Linked DNA regions of Triticum aestivum: region 2 is linked to region 1. The links are chromatin contacts, called in public Hi-C maps. All regions are on one chromosome and are shown on one strand. Each heading gives the region's core, a stretch centred on a gene start, on an enhancer-like site or on the middle of the called end of the contact. The rest is flanking DNA. Distances are from core to core; before and after follow the strand shown. Region 1 overlaps LOC123134350 (a long non-coding RNA gene). Region 2 holds the start of LOC123137785 (autophagy-related protein 13a).

Region 1 (6,405 bases), core at 3,534-6,033:
TGTTTTCCCCAGGCGACAGCCCACCAATGCCTCTAACCCCCACACACGCCGGCAACCCGCGCCCCACAAGGTCCTCGGCGACCCACAGGCCACAGCCACCTTCCTCGCACGTCCCTGCCCCTATCTCCGGCCCTGCCGCTCATCTTCTGACGGACGCGAGAGCAGGCTGCAGTCCCTGCCGCTCCTCCTCTACTTCCACGAATCCATGAATACTCCTCACCTGTCGCAAGCCAATCCTCCTCTGGTTGCCATGGCGGTGGGGGTGAGGGGTGTGTGCGATAGCGGGAGTTGAGGGAGGAGGAGGTAGATGTGGTGCGGTGGAGAGAGACCTCCGGCAGAAGTGTGGGAGGAGGCGGCCGTCCGGTGTGGAGTACCACCATGTTGATTGTTGAGTACGAGCAGAGCTTGTTCAGGTATGCCCGTGTGACTTTGATGGGTCAGTAGTAGATCGTAGGTTGTATGAATTTACCAATTCAAGCGATGCGGTGGTGCTGATGGTTGTTTTGGAGCTGAAGGAACAAGTAGATACGGAGCTCACTTATATGTTCTCTTACTGTTCCACTTGCAGATTGGCAAGATAGACTCTAGGATTATGTGAATCTCAAGCTTAATCTGCTGCTTTCATTGACAATCGGTCAATTCTTCTCTCCCTCCTGAAATCCATCTTGCGAGTCTGTATGCTGACTTTGTGGTATTGTTTATTTCTTAACTACAGTTTGTGCCTTTGTGGCGTGGTGATCTAGAGCTATTTCGAAGAGCTAATGGACAAGGATGCTAGAGAGAGACTTGATGCAGCAAGAGAGACGTCTTTGTGGCTGAACTTGCTTTAGATGCTGAGAAGAATGCAAACACAAGGGGTGAGAAAAAACCATCCCATGAGAAAACAGAGGATTCTCAGAGATCTAAGGACGACAAGGATGTTCATACTCCCTCCGTTCCAAAATATAGCGCGTCCTCGGTTTCCGTGCTTCAACTTTGACCATTAATTTAATCAACAAGACCGACTGCGGCGGGCGAAAAAATTATACCAATGAATTCGTATTCAAAAAAAGTTTTTAATTATATAATTTTTGATCCCGCCGCAGTCGGTCTCGTGGGTTAAATTTATGATCAAAGTTGAACCTCGAAAAGCGTGGGCGCGCTATATTTTGGAACGGAGGGAGTATTATATATATTCTCTGCTCCTGTACACTGTTGAATTTAGTTTCTCTCTTTATATTTTTCTAGGATTTGAGCTGGAGTGATCAATGCATTGTTTGCCAGGACAGTACAGACGAGGAAACATTAGAGCAAGTAAGTAATGCTTGTTCCCTCAATGTTCTGATATGTCCAAGATTCTTCACTGACAAAGGACTCATTCCAAGGGATACCTTTACACAATTATTTATTTTCTTAATCAAGTACAATGTACATGCTCTTTTGTTCGGTGAAATGCTAGGTGATGTGTTTTTTGTCAATATTTGTAGTCACTCTCGCCGGCGTCACGAGATCTTCCACAAGCTGCTGTTCAGACCTCTGCCTACCACAACGCTCATACATACCTTTATGATCGATACTTCGGCGTAAGTTTTCTATGGCAGGGGCAAAGGGAAATATTTCTACGGTGATGTAACTTTTGAATGAAATTCCATCGATGGAAAAAGTAATAAATGGAATGATTTGCTGACCATGTACATTTTGATAATTTTGTTTGATCCTGTTTGTTGTTGATGTACATACAAAATAACAAAGGTAGAGAGGATATCTTTCTAAAAAAAAATCTTGGTAATGAAATGGGGATACCTTCTATGATTTTGCTACGTTGAGATAGCTTAAGCATATTGAGAAATGTTGAGATAGTTAGTGTGTCTTTAAATGTACGCCGCTAAATTATATCATTTCTTGAAATAAATTTAAATTATAGTTGATTTGTAATATACTTTTAGTGCTATTAGAATAACTTTTTAAAGTATGTGAATTCTCGCATCTGGTTGTAATATTAGACGTGCATTGCACGTGCACACTTACTAGTACGGTTAAAATCACTATTCTGACCTTCGATCGAAATCAATTGACAAACTGAATTGTTGACAAAAAAAATCGCTCCACTGATCCTTTTATGTAGCGTCTGACAGCAAGCGCCACACTACACATGCGCTGCACGTTCGACCATCGTCGCATACCGGACTGTTCAAAATTTATTAATTCAATGTGCAACGCCTGAGAGCTAGCAGTGTGACGTTGGTCAGACGTGTAGCACCTGTTAGTCAGACGTTGCACACTGGCTTAGCAATTTTTAGGCATCTCGGGGTGTGACATTGGTCAGACGTGTAGCGTCAGTCAGACACTGCACAGTGTAGTGTGGCGCCTGGATGTCCGGTGCTACATAAGAGAGTCAGCGGAACGAAAAAAATTCACCAACAGTTCAGTTTGTGAATTAATTTCGACCACAAGTCATATTTGTCGTTTTTGCCGTATAATACTTTCGCAGAGTGAGCTCGCTTCCCATCTATGCTAACTGATGTCTGTGTGAAATGCAGACAGAGTTGGACTCTCCAGACCTGCTTTATGCACGCCAAAGTATGGGCGCCGTCCTTTCTTTCTTTTCTTTTATTTTGAGGAAGGGCGCCGTCCTTTCTTAGGTCAGAAATTGGGAAAAGGTCGCCTCGGCTCACTAATTTAGTGTTCCCTTGAGGGTGTGTCTAAATCTTAGTCGATTGAGATTTAATTAAGTTTCTGTTAAATGACGTAACATGCAAGAGTGAAAAAAAACTGAAAATAAAATTTTGCACGGATCATAATGTACTCTTCGAGAGGTGTCTGATCAACTGGGGCGAAAGCCTTGCTTCATCCGGAGCCGGCGTCGCTAACCTTCTTAGAGGCGTCGTTGTCATGTCGTTTAATCCTCCTCGTCGGCACCCCGGGGGAAACCCTAGTCCAGGTCTTCCTGGTACGGATGATGGCGGCGTAACCGGCGTCGTGGCCCTTCTTGAAGGCTTCATTTTTGGGGTTGCATGGTTGATCAGTGTTTCTTGCTCACTGCGGTGATGGTGGTTGTGCGGCCGTTGATTGTTCGGTGCTGTTCTTTGGGGTTCGGCGGCGGTGCTTTTGGCTTCGCGGGGCAGCTATCTGTTTTCCCCTCGTGAAGGTGTCTCACCCTGGTGTTGTGCTCAAGACCCTCCCATGGGTGCCGATGTGTTGCGGCAAGCTTCGTGCTCTTGGTGATGTCTCACTTCATCTTTGCCCTTTGATGGCGCAAGATGCCTCCCCAGCTTGCTAATCATTCTAATTTTCCGTGGCAGAGCTCCTAGTCAAGGTTCGTGTTTAGTGCACTCGTTGATTGTGGATGCTCCTGAGTTGTGTCGTGGGGCTCGGCACGCACGCTGGTGCGTTAGGCTTCTTGCAAATTCCCGGTATTGTGATCCCTCGATGACACCACACATATACTTCTGTCTTTCGTGGTGATGGTCATTCTGTGTGTTAGCTAGGCGTGCCTTGTCTTGGGCGTCCTTTTTCTTTCTTCTTCCTTTACACTTCTTATACCTGTACAATTTTCGGTCCGGTTTTCCTCATAAACGGGACCAACTTATTCAGGTTTTCGATCATGTTTCCCTTTAAACTGGATCAGCCAAAGCTTAAGGGACGACTCTTGGCTTCGACAACTTTTTGAGCAATATATTCAGGTGGGGAGCGATCCCTCCCCCCTTGACCGTTCAAAAAAATGTAAAATCAAACGAATATAGCATTGACCGAGACTTAACGAATTCTTAATCAACTAAGACTTAGCAAGACTATTCCTTGCCTGTTGTATGGTGAAAGCATGGCTTGTCAATTATTGATAGGTTTCTAATAGCAAGCCAAGCCTGGACGCATACAAAACAAAGTCACCCCAGGCTAGCCTCACCAGGCATGACTCCTTGATCATTTCAGGCGCATGACAGGCACGAAGGCCAAGAGTATCAAACCAAAAAAAATGAATGTTGACAGGAGAACTGCCAAATTCATTGATTAGAAGGTGTTACAAGAGTCCTCGGAGGAGGAAAGCACCGCGAAGGCAGTGCAAAAAGAAAAGAAAGAAATAAGGACCCGTCGGCAGCACCACAAACCCAAGCTCTACCATCAATCGTGAACACCGTCGAAACCCATCGGCGAGATCTCCAAGGTGATGCCTCCAAGGAAGAAAAACGATGTTGAGGACACCGCTGGCACTGCCCTTCAATCCCTGGTAATGCGCGGCCCGGATTATCAGGAGCGCGCAGCCAGGCTCATCTTCTCCATACAAAAGTTAATATTAGAGCTTGTTCTGGGGCATGTGAAAGGGAGATTTGTTTAGGGAAAAGGACACTGAATGTATACCCAAGCCTCTATTCCACGCAATGTTTTTGCCCTGAGATTCAACCACTTGGATGAAAATGATCCATGGGTAAGTTTGAACATGCCACGTGCTATTTTTTTGGTATATGGCCGTGTACAGTCGTCTGGTGTCCCTACGTTTTCGTTTAAAATTTTCTCAACGTGTGTAGCTCTTTCATTGGTCCGTCTAGCGTTTTAGGTTGTATGTGGGCCAGCCAGTTTGGTTGACTTCGCAGCCCAAGATTTTGTCTATGGTCCGGTGCTTCTGCGGGTTTCCATTGGCTTCTGCTAAGCGTATGTGTCTTTATTGGCTTGATCGGTTGTCTGTCTACGCGGTGCCGTCCTATTCCCAGCAACTGCCGTGTCGTTTCGGTCGTCCTGTCTAGAGCTTACTGTTGGGTTCCATCGCTTCCGCTTTTATGGTCGATTCAAGAGCCTGCCATTCTTCCTTCTCGGTGCCACTATTGTAGCGTGTTCTAGAATACTTGCCGTCTATTGCTGTCGTCCTTCCCATGTTAGACTTCTACGTACCATGCTACAACGCGGGGCTATAAATAGGTTGCCTTCCTTGCCATATTGTTGCGTCAGGTCTTCATCGGTGTCTGATACATTAATTCCATGGTCGCCTCTTCGTCCGGTCGTAATCGATCGCGTCGTCCCGGTCGGCCTCCTCGCTAGCGGTGGGCTTTAGTTGGCCGGCGCGGTGGTTCTGGCCGTGCTGCTGCTTCCGGTGTTTTGCCGGACCAGCGTGTACCTTCGGAAGGTGTTCCGGTCTCACATTCTTGCCTGTCTTCTCGGGGAGGCCTTCGGAGCGGAGGCCTTTGCGAGGTGAGTTTCACCAGCGAGGCCTTCTTCCCTTCTTTCTATTGTGTGCGTCTTCTTCTCTGCCTGGGCGTCGATCTGGGGCAGGAGGCACGTCGCTAGCTGCAGGCGCAACAACGAATGGAGGTTGCAGTTGCAGGAGGCCTCCGGCCTATGTGGTCTGAAGTGGTGGCGCTGGCGGACAGCGGTTAGTGAGCTCCCGGGGGCGCGGCGTGGCATCAGAGCTCGCGCTCCCCAGCTAGGGCGACGGCCAGCGCGGGGCACGGCCGCTCGGGCGACACTGTGGCGGGAGCACGAGGCCATGGAGGGGCTCACATAGTGTGTCGCAGCGGTGCACGTGGCCCGTTCTGGTGGGCATCGGCACAACTCACATGTGATTGCGGCGCTGCGCGGCCTAGCGGAGTTCGCGGTGTGTCGCCTGCGATTGGGCTGTTTGTGCCTGTGTGTGATGTTCGTGCTTCGGTTCATGCAGTCGAAGGATCCTACTATCTGTGGCCTTCCATGGCGACTCGAAGAACGGCGGCGGCAGCACGACGGGTGTGTACGATTGTCGGTCGCTGACACCGCCAGAGCACATGCGGAGGTGCGGCGACATGGACCACCGACTGGACTGGACGAGATTGTGCTGCAGCGCCGCGATCTTACATGCGCTTGGCTAAACGCAGATGCGGTAGCGCAACTGCCGGAGTCGATGGTGGCGCTCTGCTTCGATGACGGTGACGCCTCGCACGAGAGCGTACGCAAGTACGAGGATGCCGGCCATCGCCGCCGCGCCCTCGACTTCGACGTCTAACTTCTGTTCGCAGATCGCAGGTATTTGTATTTCTTTTGCGACTGTCTTGATATCGTGAAGCTAATCGGTGCTCCGATCACAACTTTGTCGTTCTACAGACGTGCTTGGCGCGTCGACGAGGCTGGGCCGGGTGATGTATCTGACGGAAGACGTTGCATCTCAGACCGGACTTTCCTTCACTGCATGTCAGGGCCGGAGCTGGAGCACATGCGCGCTGATGCAGGGGCTATGAGGGGGACATCTCTCCCTTGTTTCTTTTGTCGAGGCGATGCCTCACAAGTCCAGTAAGGAGAGCAGGCATTCATGGAGGGACAATCTCTCGACCCTCTCTCTTCCTACACTCCTCCTCCTCTCCCAGATTGAGCGTTCCGCTGGAGCATCACGGTTCTACGCGTCGAGGGGCGCCGTGCGGTTGCTGCCTGCTCTGTCTCACCGTGCAGTTCGGCCGTCGCCATCTG
Region 2 (6,287 bases), core at 2,091-4,590, 330 kb before region 1:
CTAGAGGAGAAAACACCTGAGAACCTACCAGATTCCTCCCTACTGTCCTTAGTCTGCATATAGGCCAAAAGATATAGACTTAGCAGGCATAAAACCTAGTCTATCAACCTTGGTTTATACTGAGTGCAATGGAAAATGAAGGCTAAGACTCATATGCTGCTCGTCATAGGTGTGAAGAGTGGTGACCCGTTTGCCTGCCACTTTGGGCATAAAACTTTACCAACATCCAAACATCCCCTCACACTTGCAGTACACAGGTTGTGGACCATGCGAAAAAGATAAGAAGGAAATGCCCATAATATGTCGGAATTAGTTTTTTATAAGATGTGGCCCACAAATCAGTTAGCGGAAACAGACACTTGAGGATTTGTTAAGCAGAAATGGAGTGGACACAAAAGTTATTTTGGGTAAACTAAATACTGATTTATGAAGAAGACGTGCTTAGAAAACTCAAGCAGGTGCACCGACTGGTATTCCTTGTACAAGAACGGCTACGACACCAGGCACTCCACGGAATACATTACACCAACAGGAGTTGAACTCTGGTACTCCAAACATCATAACTCAATTAGAGTAGGCGGGCTTATCTCTCATGCGGCCCCACCAACTGAGACTGAGAGATGCTCAGTTATGAAGAAGACGTGCCAATTTGGCTTATTATATTAGAAAAAAAACAAGGACATATGATTAGAAATAAAATCTTAGAAATCCACTGATTTCTGATGTGAACACTATGTTTGTCAGCTATCTGCATAGTGATTTCCAGTATCAAATATGAATATAACAAGTTTCACATCTATCTTGGCAGAGTTATTTCCACTCCCAGATATGAATACTACAACAAAATTAAGATTTTCAAGTTTTGACATATAATGTGAAGTACAAGATATATATTTATTCCCCCAAAATAATATGTATATTCACACAATAACATTCTCACCAAAAGTTGATAACCAATATTTCACTACGACCAAGTATGTGTAATGCATAAACTAATTTATGAATTGCATCAGGGATACAGAGGGGGTCTATTGGAAAAGGGTGAGCTTACGCAAGGCCTTATAAAACTAGCAGCCAGGATATAAAATGCACCAGAGGTCCTATAAGTATCACAAGTATGTCAAGTTGGTCCTAAAAGTATCAAAACGCATATTTCAGGAACTTGTCTATTTTTGGGACTCAAATATGCATTTCAAACTGTTAGGACTAACCGACTAAGGTTATTTAGTCTGGACAGGTTTGACCTACAAAGAACCAGGAGAGGTGTGCCATTTCCAAAATAAGAAATTCAAATAAATAAAATAACATGTCAGCCTTCGAGCAATTCTAGAGAATTCTATGCTCCCATCGCGGTATGTATGTAGTATGGGTTGACAATACGATAATCATTAGTAATTAGACAAAATTCAGTAAAAAGAAGGTGTAGTATGCTGCAGCACCCTAGGTTACAAGATTATGAAAATCATATCATACCAAGTGCCAGTCTGGAGTGATACAAATTATGCCACTGTAACTATCAGGCTAAATGTTCGAGAAATAATATCAGGCTAAACCAAACAAGTTATGCATACTACCTGCAGAATTGGTGAAGGGGAGATTTATCAACATAACTTTACGGTTGGGTGCATGTGTTCCCGTGGCCTTTCGACTTTAATGGGACTACTAAAATTACCAAGATTCCACCCTACTTGACACAATATCATATCAACCACCCTTATAAACTCCGTCCAGGCTGCATTTCGGATACCATAACAATCTGTACTGTCCTTGAGTTTTCAGTTATGCACACAAACATCATCAGTTAAGCATATGCATTGCAAACGCGAGGAATCACCTTTGGAGCAGCAGGCAAGTTAGCGTAGAGATCGGCTATCCGGAGCCCCTCTGCCTTCCGGGATGAGCGGCCGCTCTCTGTGAGTGACTCGTGTGACCGTGCCTCCCCTCGCACGCTCTTGGGTGAAGGTGGAGGTAGCATGAACCCCCTGCTGGGATCGGACATGTTCCGATACTGGACAGGGCCCCTCCCTCCGCCCGCTTGCGGTATGCTCATTGGTGCGGTCTCCCCGCACAGCCGCGACTGCAGGTAGCCGCCACCGAACGTGGGAGGAGATGGCGTGGGAGACGCGTACAGCGTTGGGGGCGGTGAGAACTTGGCGTGCTGCCCGGGCGACTGTGGCCAGTAGGCACCAGCAGGCGACGCCCAGCTGTTGGGGCGGCGTGAGGGCAGCGGCAAGGCCGAGCTGGCAGGCTCTGTGAGCGACGACGGGAAGGAGCGCATAGGCTCCGCTGCCGGGCTCCCGACGTAATCGGTGATGAGCATGGCGGAGGAGAGAGACGTGATCTCGAAGTTGTAGGCGGCGAGGCTGGGGAGGTACTGGACGGACACGACCAGGCGGCCGAGGTGGGTCTCTACGGGGGGGAAGCCGCGGGTGCGCATGGCCGCCTCGTCGGCGCGGGAGAAAGGGGCGGCGAAGGAGCCGACGCGGTGGCCCATCTCGTAGTTGTAGCCCTGGCCGGACGCGCAGAGCGTGCGGAAGACGCGGTACGCCGGGAGAAGGCGGAGCGTGGTGTAGAGCGACCTGAGCAGCGTGATGCAGCGCTTGTACGCCCTGTTGACGGCCAGCCCTTCCCCCGCCTCGGCGGCCGCCCTCTCCCCAGCCGACCAGGGCTCGCACGCCACCGTCCACCTCTCCACCACCTCCTCCTCCTCCCCGCCGGCCGACGGGGCCAGGTACACGTCCACCACGACCGGCTCCCCGAGGGCCGGCTCCGGGACGTGCTCCGCCGCGGGCGGCGCGTGGAGCGGCAGGTGGAACCACCTGTCCCGCCTCCGCACCGCCGCCGACGCTGGCGCCGGCGCGATCGGGCGCGGCGCGCGCGCGGCGAGGATGGCGTGCAGCGCCTTGAGGTGGAACTGCGGCACCATCAGCTCCGCGCCAGACCGGCCGCCGCCGCCGCCACCACCACCAGAGTCCGACAGGCTCGCCATTGCGACCAATCTACTACTCCCCGCAACTCCGCGGCAGTCAAACCCTGTTCCCCGCTGCTACTCTGCTGCATGGCTGGGGCGCGCGCGGCAGTACGGCCGCATAAATCTGGGCTCGATGGCGCGCCAGGGGCGATCGGATTGGAGAAGGCGGATCCGCGCACGACCGGGACCGGGACCTGGCTTGCTCGGGAAGGAGGAGGAGTTCGGATATGTCGTTCGTTCGTTTTGGCGTGCACGACCGTGGGATTGGGGAATTTGGTTCGTGGTTTTGAATCGCGCGAACGGGTGGTCGCTGTTGGCGTCCGTCACGCCGCAATCAGTTTCGTTTTAGGTGCGGCGAGCAAGGCATCTCATCATCACCACTTCACCAGTTCCAATGATTTGCGTTGCGATAAGAAGACAGACTCTCTCTCTCTCTCTCTCTCTCTCTCTCTCTCTCTCTCTCTCTCTCTCTCTCTGTGTGTGTCATTCAAAAAAAAAAGAGTCAAAGATAGTTTTGCCAAATTTTGTCAAATTTGGGTTGGTGAAGTGTAAATTTTGGACCGATGATGATAAGAATTAAGATGCGGCTGCTGTTGGCGTGGCTGTGCCGTGCACGTTGGCCGCGTGCACGTTTGGAGCTTGTTTGGTGGAGTGGAGAAGGAAGGGAGGAAGCTTTGAAGGGATGGCTGAATGAATAATAATATTTCCTTCCTTTGATTCCCTCCCTCGTTTACCTATCAATCAGCCTATAATAGTACTGGGACTGTTGTTGCTTTGGCGTGTGGAGGAGCGCGAGACAGGCGTGTTCGTCCCTTCCGAAAGAGGGCTTCGTAATTGCTTTGGACTTTTGTAGTACCACATCTACATGGGACGGGATAGGGTCCTCCAACAGTGTGTGCATACTCCCGCAAACCAACCAACGTGTGTTAACCTGTGTTTGAGATGGTTAGGTGTATAATAGTATTTACAGTCTATCTGGGTTTAAATCATGATGCTCGTATTTATCCTAGATTTAGAAACGTCAATTAAAATGAGTCGAAGAAAACATTTTTTTTCGATAGTTGTGTTATTGTTTCATTTGGTCCTAATCAAAATAAAGTTTGCATGTTTTCCTTTGATTGGAATTTTCTTTACTTCAGAATTCACTTCGTTCAAGGCTATGTTTGGACAGACGTGTAATTTTCATTACTCCCTCCATACCACAATGTAGTGCGTCCGCACTTAGAGCATGGTTAATAGTATAGCCAACTGCTGGCTATAAGCCATTGCCATGTCATCTATAGCCCATCTTATAGCCAATATGTACAATAGTTGATTAGAAGAGTGTATTACTTTTTTATTATATGGCCCACGTTTCACTCTCACAAAGTGACTAGGAGCACGTGCTAGAGCTGGCTCTTCACCAAGAGCCCGCTTATCTTCTCTCTCTTCTTCTCTTTCCTCCAACTAAGTAAAAATATACTAGTTTATTTCTTATAGCCAGCTGACTCAGCTCTATTGTACCTGCTCTTACCGAGATCCAAATTTGACTGTAAATTTAACCAACAAGACCGATTACGTCGGGAGCAAAAATTATATCACTAAATTCATGTCAAAAATATGAATTCAGTGGTATAGTTTTTGCTCCCGCTGCAGTCGGTCTCGTTTGTTAATTTATGGTCAAACTTGAATCTCGATAAGCGCAAGCGCACTACATTGTGGAATGAAGGGAGTAATAAATATCCCAGACAAACATGGATGCTTGCATTTGATCTCTACTCGTCCTCTAGACAAAACCCACTCCACAATACAATCATGCAGGAGTACTATGGATTCGGACATACTTGAACCTTAGGCTCAGTCTTACTGTTGAATGAGAATGACAACAGAGGAGAGACTCCCCTGTCTTATTCTTATAAGAGATGAGGAACTTGAACCCGCGTTGTCGACATTAGGCCATCTCCAACGGCAACCTGCAAAAAATCTCCCGCATCCGTCCACGGACAGAGGATTAGTCCGCGGACACGGATGCACGAGATCGACAACCAACTGTGGTTGCATACATCCGGCCTTTCAAAAAAATCTCAGTCTGCACGATCAAGTAGCCACATGCAAAGGGCACAGAGTTCAAATAGCCGCATGCAGCACTAGTTCAAATATTTACATCCCAACATTGTTCTCCCCTTTCACCGCCCACTCATGCTCAATCAGATCTTCCTTGAGCTGCTCGTGAGTTGGTCGATGCGGAATTTGTTGATGCATTTGAATAAACTCCTCAAATGTGGCCGGATTCTGGTCCGAAAGTTGGATAGGATCACCCATGTTCTCAAATTCCAGAGCTGCGGCAGCATCGTCACCCTCGTCCTCGACGATCATGTTGTGGATGATCACACAACATCATCACCTCCCACAAGGTCTCCGAATCCCATAGTTTTGCAGGTCCACAAACAACTGCAAAAACACACCCGAAGAACTCCAAATGCCCTCTCGACATCCTTTCTAGCCGCCTCTTGTCTTTGGGTAAAATGGGCCTTTTTCTGGCCAATTGGGTTTAAGATGGTGCTGAAAAAGATAGCCCATGGAGGATAGATACCGTCAACCAGATAGTAGCCCATGTTGTACTCATGTCCATTGACAGTATAGTGGCAAAAAGGAGCTTTTTATCCAGTCAGTCTCGCAAACAACGGCGATTGTTGCAGCACATTGATGTCATTTTGAGACCCGGGCATGCCAAAAAAGCGTGACAAATCCAAAGATCATGTGATGCTACTGCTTCAAGAATGATGGTGGGCTTCTTAACATGACCCTGATATTGCCCTTGTAAAGTCTTCGGGGAACTCTTCCATTTCCAATGCATGCAATTAAGAGATCCAAGCAAACCAGACCACCCTATTGCTTCTGAGATTGTCAGGAGCCTCTCGGTGTCTGCCACAGTTGGTTCTCAGGTACTGAGGTCCGAACACCTTGACCACAACAGTTGCAAACCTGACCATGGCATCTCCACATGTGCTCTCAGACATCCGTAGGTACTCGTCCCATGAATCAACGGTCGTGCCATATGCAAGCATCTGAAGTGTGGCCATTCACTTCTGGTAACTAGAGAAGCCAATCGTTCCCATGATGTCCTTCTTCGGGATGAAGTAGTCATCGTAGGGCCGGACGCCATGTTACAAACGATCGAAGACAGTCTTGCGCATCCGAAAATGCCGACGAAAATGGTCAGTGAATAGTGCATCAGGGGCAAAGTAGTCGACCATCAGTGTCAAATGCCCACGCGCCCTGTTGCAGTTGAGCACTCGATGACCATTGATCGAGCCCTTGGAATTGAGAACATGCT

The links. A called contact is a pair of places that touch in the nucleus more often than the background predicts.
Region 2: a Hi-C map of leaf shows a contact between it and region 1, with 3 times the contacts expected there. The contact joins the promoter of LOC123137785 here to the enhancer-like site in region 1. A contact is called at or near these places in 2 of 5 Hi-C or Micro-C datasets (both in leaf).

The regions. Positions count from the first base shown.
Region 1 is chr6B:522,869,224-522,875,628 of IWGSC CS RefSeq v2.1, reverse strand. LOC123134350 (a long non-coding RNA gene) reads left to right here. Exons shown (of 4, transcript XR_006465618.1): 1 at 1-413; 2 at 569-857; 3 at 1,228-1,293; 4 at 1,467-1,697. Among protein-coding and RNA genes, the nearest start is that of LOC123134350, 3.4 kb to the left of the region's middle. Within about 2 kb of position 4,783, at least 1 of the 8 cell types and tissues checked has an H3K27ac peak or open chromatin away from gene starts, as enhancers often do. A contact at or near this core is called in leaf, where this site is marked.
Region 2 is chr6B:523,197,546-523,203,832 of IWGSC CS RefSeq v2.1, reverse strand. It overlaps LOC123137785 (autophagy-related protein 13a), which reads right to left and starts at 3,340. Exons shown (of 3, transcript XM_044557630.1): 1 at 1,835-3,340; 2 at 1-53. The coding sequence starts at 2,989.